Regions from separate parts of the Mus musculus genome. Here all the other regions are linked to region 2. A link is a contact called in public promoter capture Hi-C data. All regions are on one chromosome and are shown on one strand. Each heading gives the region's core, a stretch centred on a gene start, on an enhancer-like site or on the middle of the called end of the contact. The rest is flanking DNA. Distances are from core to core; before and after follow the strand shown. Region 1 has its middle 35 kb from the start of Tada1. Region 2 holds the start of Creg1 (cellular repressor of E1A-stimulated genes 1). Region 3 overlaps Ildr2 (immunoglobulin-like domain containing receptor 2).

Region 1 (3,450 bases), core at 478-2,977, 580 kb after region 2:
TAAAAGCTGTAAGATATGAGGTGATGTAAGAGTTGAAGATTTTGCTGATTTGTATGGTTTGACTTGATCTCCTTGGGTGGCAGTATCTATGCTTTTAACTAGAGTCCCACATTGGCATTCAACCTAACACTGACATGGGTTGAAATATCAATACACAAATAAGTTACACAAAATGAAGTTACTGCAGAATTTATTGCAGAGGCAAAATTTTAGAAAGGACAGAAGAGAGGAGAGTAAGTTATAGCATATTCTTACTATGTCTTTTTATGATGTCTTTATATGGAGAGATGTGAATGGTGGAAACCAGGAAAAGCAATTTCCAGAGCTATAGATAGTTCCATTTTGTAGCAATAAAAATTATAATTATGCATAGTCAAAGATACAAATTTGCATCTCTATTATATACACAGAGAAAAAAGATGAATGCAAAGAATATCTCTGGCTATTGCAGCAGAGCGAAGGAAACCTCTGCTGACTGATTCTGAAGTGCTCACACGGAAGCGTGGATAAGATATTAATGAGTGCAAGCTCCAAAGTGATCATGAAAGCTGTTTTCTTTCTCTATGCCAGCTTCTGTGTCTCTGGGAACTGTTTCCTGTCATTCATTTCAGAAGCTCGTGCAATGCACACAGCCACCTCAATATACATCTGTTTATCTGTTCCTTGTCACTATACTGGAGAACTAAGAGCCAATTCGCTGTCCCCACAGAGACATCATGAGTCCACCATCTGAACTTTCTGCCAGACAACTTGTCCCTGCTAGTGGATGCTGGGAGTTTCCGCTGTTTCACCTTTCCAAAATTCAGTAAAGCAAAAACATCCTTGTGAATGCATTTTGAATAATCATACCCAGCTATATTGACAGGGTAAACTTCTGTAGAAGGAGACATGCATTTTAAACTCTGACACACATCGCCAAGTTCTCCAGAGTGGTCACACCAATATCCATTCCCACCAGCACTCTGTGAGAGCATTTGCTTTCCCCTTCAGCTTTGTAGCATTCATTGGTTGTCATCTTACAGCTGTGTTTGTCAATCTGAGAAGCAAGGGAAAAAAAAAACCACTTTTGATCACAGTTTTATTTGATGAATCATGAGTGAGGTCATGCTCCTTTTCCTCCAACAGAGGCCTTGGACCGTTTTCCTCCGGGATTGAGCATCCTTTTCACCGTGACTTATAAAGGCTCTTTGAAAACTGAAGAAGCTCGACACTATGCCTTTCTAGTTTATAGATACAACATTCTAGTTTGTCATTACTCTTTAGACTCTGTCGCATTCTCCCATGCAGCTTTTGAAAGACTAGATGAACAAATACATTGATTATATTTTTATGACTTCTGATTTTGTTCCTCGCTTAGCACAACTTCTTCACCGCAAAGGATAAGTTCTTGTGATTTAAAATATTTTATGCTTAAATCACTAATCCACTAAGCACTGATTTTAGTGGGGAAAGAAATATTTACTTTTAACGTTATAGGCATTTTTTTTTCTAAAACGAGTGAGCATTTGCTTCTATAATTTAAAAAGTCCAGTAAATCAAAAAAGACAAGGAGGCATTATGGCCCACAGGATGAAGCCTGGAGGCAGAAAGGGCAGACTGCTTTAATAGAGGTGTTTAGTCAGTACGTTGGCCACCTGTAATTAATCAGGTCCAGTACTAGGTCCTGATGACATAATAAAAGCGCAGATTCAAGAACTGGTGATGGCAATTAGGAGGAGCAGCATTGATGGAGGTGTTTCAGACCGCAGAACAATCACCATGGCAACGAGAGCCTGCACCATCACTATGGAGTTACAGCGCTTGAAATTATGGCTGGCGAAAGAGTGTGACATTGTTGGTGAGGTTTTGAAAAAGGTGCACAGGCATGTTATAGATGTTTCAAAACCAGGCTTTTTATTTGCCAGACTGTGGCTTATCGTCTCCCTTTCCCTTAGTGTTCTCTTTTGGGGAAACTAGAGACAAACTACTTAAAAAACAATGCAGATTATAAACAAGACCTAGCTTGAGAAAGTCATTGTGGCTCATGACTGTCCCAGTGAGGGAACAACAAGCAGCTTTTGACTCAAAGAATTACTGTGTCATAGAACATACATGACATATGCAGTGAGTGTCCTTGTGCCTTGAAGTTCTGATCTTGCTGCTCATTGGAGAGCCTGTTTTTGTCCGTAGCCTATAGACCAGGCTGGCCTTGAACACAGAGATCTGCCTGCTTCTGCTTCTCAGAAGATGGGATTAAAAAGATGTACCACCACCTTTCTTCTTACAGCAGCCACAAGATTTCTGCCCAGCATTTAAAGCCAAGAAGAAACTGACACACTTGCATTTAGGGCTTGGTTTCAATGGTAAAATTTGAACAGGTTTTGAATTAGCAGGAGGGTCCAGCATCTTGACATTGCAAAAACATGTTGCCATCTGCAGATTTCTTGGGTCACATTGACAGTTTCCCCAGGTCACAAACAGCCCCTGGGCCCCAGGTGGGACATGCATACTGCTTATTTTGTTATGTGGCAGATTTCATTTTTTATGAATACAAGTGAGGTCACACTTTTGTGGCCCCCTTCCATCTTCTCTTCCTTCACTGGAAACCTCACTTTGGGGGACACTAGGGGCTTGAGCAACTCCAGGGCAGGGTTCATAGAGGCCCCGTCAGTCAAAGACAATCCTTAAACTTCTGCCACCATGTTCTGGGTCCTGCTCCCTCCTGTCCCTGTGCCCTCTGTCCCTGCCATTGCTGCCACTATTCCTATACCGTTCAGCTGCCACTTCAGCCTAACAACTATTGCCGCTTCTCTCTTGTAAGCCCGACCTTGGACTCTGCCCTGATTCCCCAGCACAAATCAAGACTGGTCCATCACATTGAGAGATTTAGCTGTTCCTAAATCTCATGGACCTGAGGTGGAAGAAGGCCAGCGCATGAAGGTTTTTGGTTTTCTTTTCACTATGCCTCTCCATCCACAGATGTCACTAAACCCATAACCTTCTAACTTAGTACAACACAGCTGCTGCAAAGGCACACTTCCTGTATTCTTTAAAAGTTTCCATTCTGATTAGGAAACAGTCAAGCGCATCACTTCTCTGAGGGAGAACCTTCCTTCTTCATTTTGGAGTTAACTATTAAGATACGTGAATTTTAAAGATCTGGTATATATAAGGGCGGCTGAAGACAGCATCCGCTGCCCTGACTACAGCGCACCACACCATCTCATCTTGCATCAGAGGAGTCTGTGAGAAGCATGCCTGACCATCTCTAGTAGGCTTCACAGTAGAACATAGGAGATCCTGTGTGGACTCTAGAGCAAGCCAGCTTGGGCCAAAGCACAGCCCTATCAGTTCCTAGCTGTGCACTGGTGGGGAAGCGTCTTAATCCCCCGTGACTGCTTAGCAGTCCCTGTGAACTAGGAACAATGATAGCATAACCTGCTCCACTGGGCTGTGGGGAGAGCCGATCAA
Region 2 (3,191 bases), core at 422-2,921:
ACTCCTCCTCCTGCTCTTCCTCTTCCTCCTCATCTTCTTTCTCCTCTTCTTCTTCCTCCTCCTCCTCCTCTTTCATTCTTCCTCTTTCCCCGTCTCACCTACCTCTAATCCTTCCAATGACTGGCTGCAGCCAATTTTATTTAACCAATAGATGTAAATCAAGGAACAAGGTCTGTACAACAAAAGCTTGTAAGCATGAGAAGTCACTAATAGGGCTAGACTTTCTCATATAGAACCTAGCATTACAATACATAGCAAAAGACCAAACCTCAACACACGTGAATGGGAGAGAGAGAGAGAGAGAGAGAGAGAGAGAGAGAGAGAGGCAGAGACAGAGAGAGAGACAGAGAGACAGACAGAGATCAGGAGAAAGACAGAGTAGTGGGCCAGATTGGGGTGGGGGGCTAGCTAGAGGCAGACCTCAGAATATCTTTCCAGAAATCTCCTTTAGGAGTCTCACACCAGTCCCTAGAATAGAGGCTAAGCCTGATTTTTATATCATTTTAGAGGTGTCAGGAAGTTTCACATCCCATGATTTAGTTCATCCTGGCCTACATGACAGGGAGCTGGGTGCCACAGACTAAGAGGAGCTGCCAAGGAGCTGAAGGGGTCTGCAACCCTATAGGTGGAACAACAACATGAACTAACCAGTACCCCCAGAGATCGTGTCTCTAGCTGCATATGTAGCAGAAGATAGCCTAGTCGGCCATCATTGGGAAGAAAGGCCCCTTGGTCTTGCAAACTTTATATGCCCCAGTACAGGGGAACACCAGGGCCAAGAAGTAGGAGTGGGTGGGTAGGGGAGGGGGGGGTACAGGGGACTTTCGGGATAGCATTTGAAATGTAAATGAAGAAAATACCTAATATTTTTTTAAGAAAGAAAAAAGAGTAGCGGCTAAGCACGGACTGCTTCATAACTCTGTTAGGAAGAGAGAGAGCTGCAGAGAGGTGTGGCCTGATTCAGACTATAGGATGGGTGGGGCTTAAAAGATTCTAACAGTGGCCACAGTTTTAAAACGACGCAAACACGTTTGCATACATTTTCTAACTCCCTAGGGTAGCAGAATGAAAATCCTCCACGGGCTTGGAGGATCTGCCAGAATAAATGCATGAAACCACGAATTTAACCGAGCTAGATGACTTGACAGGTCTCAAATGGACAAGGTCAAAGTCTTGAGTGGGATACCGAAAACTAACAAAGTGGCTTTATCTGAAGACTCTTCTGGGCCAGGAATTTTTAAGTTCCTGCATGTCGGTATTTCTGTACTGTACTACATATAGGCTTGCTTGCTAACAGTCAGTAAACAGAAAAGAGCACACAGAAAACTCACGTTCTCTTAGATGCCAGGCAAGCATACTCAAAGACATTAAAAAGGAGGTGTGTGCGTGCATGCAGGCAGCTTTTTTCTAGCACTGTGACTTAGGAAGTTGCTTAATTTCTTCTAGACCTCATTTATCTGTCTGTAAATCAAACAAGCAAAACAAATATCTCTTTAGGGCAAATTCGCACTCTTCACAGAGCAGATCACAGGACACGGTGAACAGACCATATGCTTCTGGAAACTGGGTTGCACTGGAGCCACGCCCCCTCTTGCCTGCTCATCTCTGATTGGCTTTCTCGGAGGGGCGGAACAACGGGCAGGCAATAGTTACCCCGGCAGAGTTTGGTCGGTGGGCAGGGACTCCGCAGTCAGCGTCATGGCTGCCCGTGCTCCTGAGCTCGCGCGTTCCCTGCTTGCTGCCCTTCTGGCGCCCGCGCTGGTGGCACTACTGGTGTCGCCGGCCTCGGGTCGCGGAGGCCGGGACCACGGGGACTGGGACGTGGACAGGCGATTGCCTCCGCTGCCACCCCGCGAAGACGGGCCGCGCGTGGCCCGCTTCGTGACTCACGTCTCAGACTGGGGCTCGCTGGCCACTATCTCCACAATAAAGGAGGTGCGCGGCTGGCCCTTCGCGGACATCATCTCAATCAGTGACGGTCCTCCGGGAGAAGGCACGGGCGAGCCCTACATGTACCTGAGTCCACTGCAGCAAGCCGTGAGCGACCTGCAGGTGAGCGGGAGCGCGGCGCGGTTTCCCAGACCCGGCAGAGCAGGAAACCAGCGTCTCCAGTTTAGCTCGCTGGGGAGAGCGTGGGTCTTAGAGATAAGACTTTTGAACCCAGCTCACATGACTGTCTCTTCTGGCCTGCGCTGGCTAGGCGGAGGTTGTAGCATCCCAGATGTTGGGGAACTACCAGGAAGTTCCTACTTACCCTGTTACTGGTCTAAGCGCTTGGGGTAAATTCTTTGCCAGTACCTGGAGCACTTCACACCCTTCAGATAGTCAGGCGTCCTCTTTAGGCGCTGTCTCTGCATAAACTGCACTCTTGTGATCTAAAGGCATACAGATTGTTGGATAGTTTAGCGTTTGGCTTATGTGACTTCGGAGATTCTCTTCCCTACCTTTACCTATCAGCAGTGGGAAACTACTACACAGCATTATAGTTGACTGCGGACCTGGCTCTGCTTACAGCTCAGGTGGAAACAGCCTGGGAGGGAAAGGCCACACAGGAGCCCAGAAATGAAGCCTGACTCGGTGGAGGGTCTGTGGCAAAACTGAGAAAGCTTGGTGTCGTGGTAAACAGTGAGCCAAGAGACGCCGACGCTTTAACCAAGCCCTTGCCATGGTATGTGCCTAGGGCTTTTCGGTTCCACCTGTTTTCATTCATTGTCTCTTGTAGTAACTCTTAGAAACAGGCATGGCTATTCCGGGTTTACAGATGAAGACATGAGGTTAAGTAATTTGCGCAAAGCCAGGGGGCCAACCCTAGTTCACCTCAGACCCACTTGTCTTCAAAGCACAGGCCACAGGACTGGGACCCATGTGCTAGAATAGAAGAGACCCGTTTTCTTCAGCCTCCACAGAGTTCTGTATTGTTCTAAACAAATTTAAATTAGCTACTGCCTTTTAAAACTGCAATCCTAGGGGCTAGGGAAATAGCCCAGTTGGTAAAATACTTGCCATGTAGGCGCGAGGACCTGTATTTGGTCCTCAGTACCCATCTTGACAGCTTGCACGCACATGTGATCCTACACTGGCTCAACGGCTTGCACACACTTGCACACACGTGTGATCTTGCACTGGCCAGGTGGCTAGCTCCCTGGCCTGCCAGCCAAGCGGAGTCAGTGAGCTTCAGACCGCAGGGAGAG
Region 3 (3,487 bases), core at 432-2,931, 520 kb after region 2:
TGCTTCAGGCTTGGGCTCATCCCTGGTAGGGTGGAAGCATCCTACTTTAGCACACACCAGCACCTTCAGAATTCTAGATGGCTTGAGATAATTCCAAAGACTCCCATGAACAGAGGGGCAAAATGAGGGGTGGGCTGTTCTGGGCAATGCTCTCATGTCTCTTCTCCAGCCTCTTTGTCCTATCCCTGGCCTGGTCTGCCCTAAAATTTACTCAGACGCCCTTGCTGTTTTTATGAAGAATGAGAAAATGTATTGAAAGGAGAGAGGAGAGCCAGAGGAGTTACCCAGGCATCTAACTCCTCTTAGAAACTGTAGCTAGGAGAAGAGGCAGAGAGTCCCTCCAAGATATGGAGCCAAACCTTTGATGTTCTGGGCAAGCTTCTCTTAGTTTCAGGAACTCATTGCATAATCCTAATCTTGCTCACTGATAGACACCACAGAGCAGGTCAGTATTGCTTCAATTCAGATTTATATTTAAATTGTGATAAAAAAAATTTCATGAGTATTTTTAGCTGTACTGGGATCCCACACAATGAAGACACAAAATACATAAATGACTTCATTGTGTCCCTGTTAAAACTTTGTGTCCTTTATGAAGATAAAAGTTGTGGTTTGGTGGCGATGAAAGAACAGTTAAAAAAAAAAAAAGGATTAAAGCTGTGCTTGGATAATAAGTATCTGTGTCACAGGTTCTCAGTAGAGGGGTGCTTGCTCTGCAGGAGACATTTGGCAGTGTTTGGATGCCTGTTTTGCTTGTCACGCTGGCCAAGAGTTATGAACCCAGTGAAGAGAGGCTGGGAAGGCTTTGGAGCCTCCTACAATACAGACTAGTTCACGATACTCATGCTCTGACTTTACACATCCCAGATGCCAAGTGTAAGGAAGTCCACTTGGATACTGCACATGGTCCAGTGTGAGCATGGCATAGAGGCTTGGGGCCAGACAGCCCTTGGTATACTAATACGAGCTTAGTTTCCCCAATCTGTAGGAGAGAGGGGTCTTAAAAGTCATCCCAAAGGCTGGTTGTTAAGAAAAAAATCCAGTAGCTATTAGTTCCTTCTCTTACCTCTTGCCACTCTCCACATGCCCCCACCAGTGTGTCATCTCTAATCTGAGGGAACCCTCTTTAAGGAAATCTATGTTGAAGTATTCCTGCTAAACGGTTGGTTTTTTCTTAAGCAGATTTAATGAGTCTCTTGTGAATTGACCGCTAAGAATAGACTCACATTTTCTCATTGACGTCCCAGCCCCCTTTGAAATCATCCTGATGGTGATAAACTTGGGGTTTATCTGACCCAACACACTTTGTTATCTTTGGGTTGTCTCATTTTGGCACCCCGTTTTCTGAGGCATTAGGATGTACAGCTCCCTTCAACTACATCAATCAAGCACTGCAGCCCAGGGAAAGAAGGTGCCTTCATGGAATGGTAGCTGGTTGGAAAATATACCCAAAGACTTCTGACCTGACACAGCTTTGCATTGCCCTGCGTCGCTTAAAAACCAAATGAGGCCTGGCAGACGCTCTTCATGAGTGCCCAGTCCCTCAGCCACCCCAGCCAAGGCTGGCCCCAAGCCTGCTCTACCCTCCCTCCTCACAAGCAGCCCAGCTCACTGTTTTTGCCTCACTTGTTGCCCATCCCTGTGGGAGGAACACGGCCTTCAATTAGCGTGCATTCCTGACCACCTCGGTTGCCGTGGTTACCCCGGGAGGTGCTGGAGCAGCTGGGTCAACCCGCGCGCTCTTTGTAGTCTTCTGAGCCCTTGCGTGGGGGAGGGGACACAGGGCCAGCGCTGGAGTGGGTGGTACCGGGAAATCGGCTCAGTCCCCCAAGGAAAGAATGGCAGTCCGTCAAAGCGGGTCAGGAGACAGTTCCATTTTCTCCAAAGCCAGCTGCCTCTATTCAATGCATGCAGGTTTGGTTCACACGGGGACAGCGCCTCGGATTTTGTTGAATTGGCTTCCCAGAGAGGGCTCTGGGAAAGGGTCCATCATGGAAGCCCTTTATACCCCAAGAGCGCTTCGCCACCAAGGAAAGGGCAGGAACTCTGGCCTGAATGACCTTATAGCAGTGTACCCTCAGTGCCTGTCTGAGACCTCAGGGCTTTTTTGGTTAAGGAAAGTAGTGGTCCCTGAATATTGGATCAAGTCTAGTGGATATCATTGTGCAAATCTGTTTCACCCAGCACAATAAAGTGCAAGAAACCACACTGATCCCCACAAACTCAATTTCCTCCTTCAGTGGTGTCCCGCCATCCTCATCGAATTTTGAGTCAGTCTAGCTCTCTTCTATATTCCATCATCTCAGACCAAGTCAAGCATGTTATATTACTAATGATATTTTCCATCCATTCACTGTTTTGGGGGCCGGAGGTTGGATCACTAGAGCACTTTGCACAGGCCAAGTACCTTTGCAACCATTATTATTGTTTGTTAGTTTCTGTCCGTATGTCTTTTAATTAGATCACACGGTGTCACGATGTATCCCAGTAATCATTTTTCTAGTTGCAATTGCAAGACGTGTTGCGATTTTTTTCAACAATCTCATCCAACATTTTGTACATCCAGAAATTATAGTTTCATTATGTAAGCAGAGGAGTTCCACAAGCACAGGCTGATTTCAGCCATTCAGTGCAAATACCAGGAGATTAAGAGGCACCATGACATCATGGGGATGGGGGTGGATGTTTGGGTGGGGGGCAGGGAGGACAGCTGGAGTCAGTAGACCCCAGTTCTATTCCTCGATTGCTTTTTAGGCAGTTATACAACTTTCCTTAAGATTCTTAATCTCTCTGGTTTTCTGAAGACATCGGATGGAGGCTGTGGTAACCTTTGTGGTCCTTTGGAGCCATAAAATATGATTTAAAAATGTGTAAATAAAAGAAGTCAAGGCCTTTGACCAAACATACAACCCACTGCCAAAGACCTGGAAGCCTTTATTAACAGTTAATTGCAGAGGGTCCAATAGTAGTCACTATATAGAGAGAATTCACTGTCAGGGTGATTCTCCTCTAAGTCTATAATTTAAAGTGAACTAAAATATAAAAGACACAAAAGGAAAAAAATAAACACAAGAAATGCTTAAATACATAGTTTATAAATATATGTGAAGGAAAAGGAAGCTCTATCCACATTTGTGACAGATAGTCATAAACTATATTTATTGGAAGCATGGTTGCCATGGGAATATAGAATAAAATCAGGCATGTGTGTGCCCCTGGGAAATTTCCAAATATATTTGGTATTTTAAATAGCCATAGAAACAACCCTTAGGAGCATCTTTACACATACGGACAAGGGCCAGAGGAAGGCACCTGCTCTCCTCTGAGAGGTAGAAAAGCAGTATTTTTGAGGATTGGGAGTGGAGTGTGCAGAGGGTGGATACAGTACAGCCCTGCAGATGGATCCCGAGCATCCCAGGAAAGCTTGGAAGCATTCAGCAGAAAGGAGAAGCTGGAACCGCAAAGACTGGGGAGGCGTTTGCCACCC

Evidence for each region. Promoter capture Hi-C pulls out the DNA fragments that hold promoters and counts their contacts.
Region 1: a contact with region 2 is called in a promoter capture Hi-C map of hippocampal neurons, with 5 times the contacts expected there. The contact joins the enhancer-like site here to the promoter of Creg1 in region 2. A contact is called at or near these places in 5 of 39 promoter capture datasets (the 3T3-L1 cell line, cranial neural crest, embryonic stem cells and 2 more), 1 of 15 datasets of contacts at CTCF or cohesin (large pre-B cells), 3 of 484 Hi-C or Micro-C datasets (the G1E-ER4 cell line, cerebellum and forebrain), 6 of 115 datasets of contacts at active chromatin or transcription factors (bone marrow-derived dendritic cells, embryonic basal ganglia, embryonic hindbrain and 3 more) and 1 of 9 other capture datasets (liver).
Region 3: a promoter capture Hi-C map of liver shows a contact between it and region 2, with 2.9 times the contacts expected there. The contact joins the enhancer-like site here to the promoter of Creg1 in region 2. A contact is called at or near these places in 6 of 39 promoter capture datasets (the 3T3-L1 cell line, embryonic stem cells, hippocampal neurons and 2 more), 1 of 15 datasets of contacts at CTCF or cohesin (large pre-B cells), 1 of 484 Hi-C or Micro-C datasets (liver), 7 of 115 datasets of contacts at active chromatin or transcription factors (astrocytes, bone marrow-derived macrophages, craniofacial prominence and 3 more) and 1 of 9 other capture datasets (adipose tissue).

What each region holds. Positions count from the first base shown.
Region 1 is chr1:166,342,779-166,346,228 of GRCm38.p6, forward strand. No RefSeq gene overlaps it. Among named protein-coding and RNA genes, the nearest start is that of Tada1, 35 kb to the right of the region's middle. Within about 2 kb of position 1,728, at least 43 of the 459 cell types and tissues checked have an H3K27ac peak or open chromatin away from gene starts, as enhancers often do. A contact at or near this core is called in embryonic basal ganglia and hippocampal neurons, where this site is marked.
Region 2 is chr1:165,762,087-165,765,277 of GRCm38.p6, forward strand. It overlaps Creg1 (cellular repressor of E1A-stimulated genes 1), which reads left to right and starts at 1,672. Exons shown (of 4, transcript NM_011804.3): 1 at 1,672-2,052. The coding sequence starts at 1,699.
Region 3 is chr1:166,281,115-166,284,601 of GRCm38.p6, forward strand. All of the region lies in intron 3 of Ildr2 (immunoglobulin-like domain containing receptor 2), which reads left to right. Among named protein-coding and RNA genes, the nearest start is that of Ildr2, 29 kb to the left of the region's middle. Within about 2 kb of position 1,682, at least 121 of the 459 cell types and tissues checked have an H3K27ac peak or open chromatin away from gene starts, as enhancers often do. A contact at or near this core is called in adipose tissue, astrocytes, craniofacial prominence and 4 more, where this site is marked.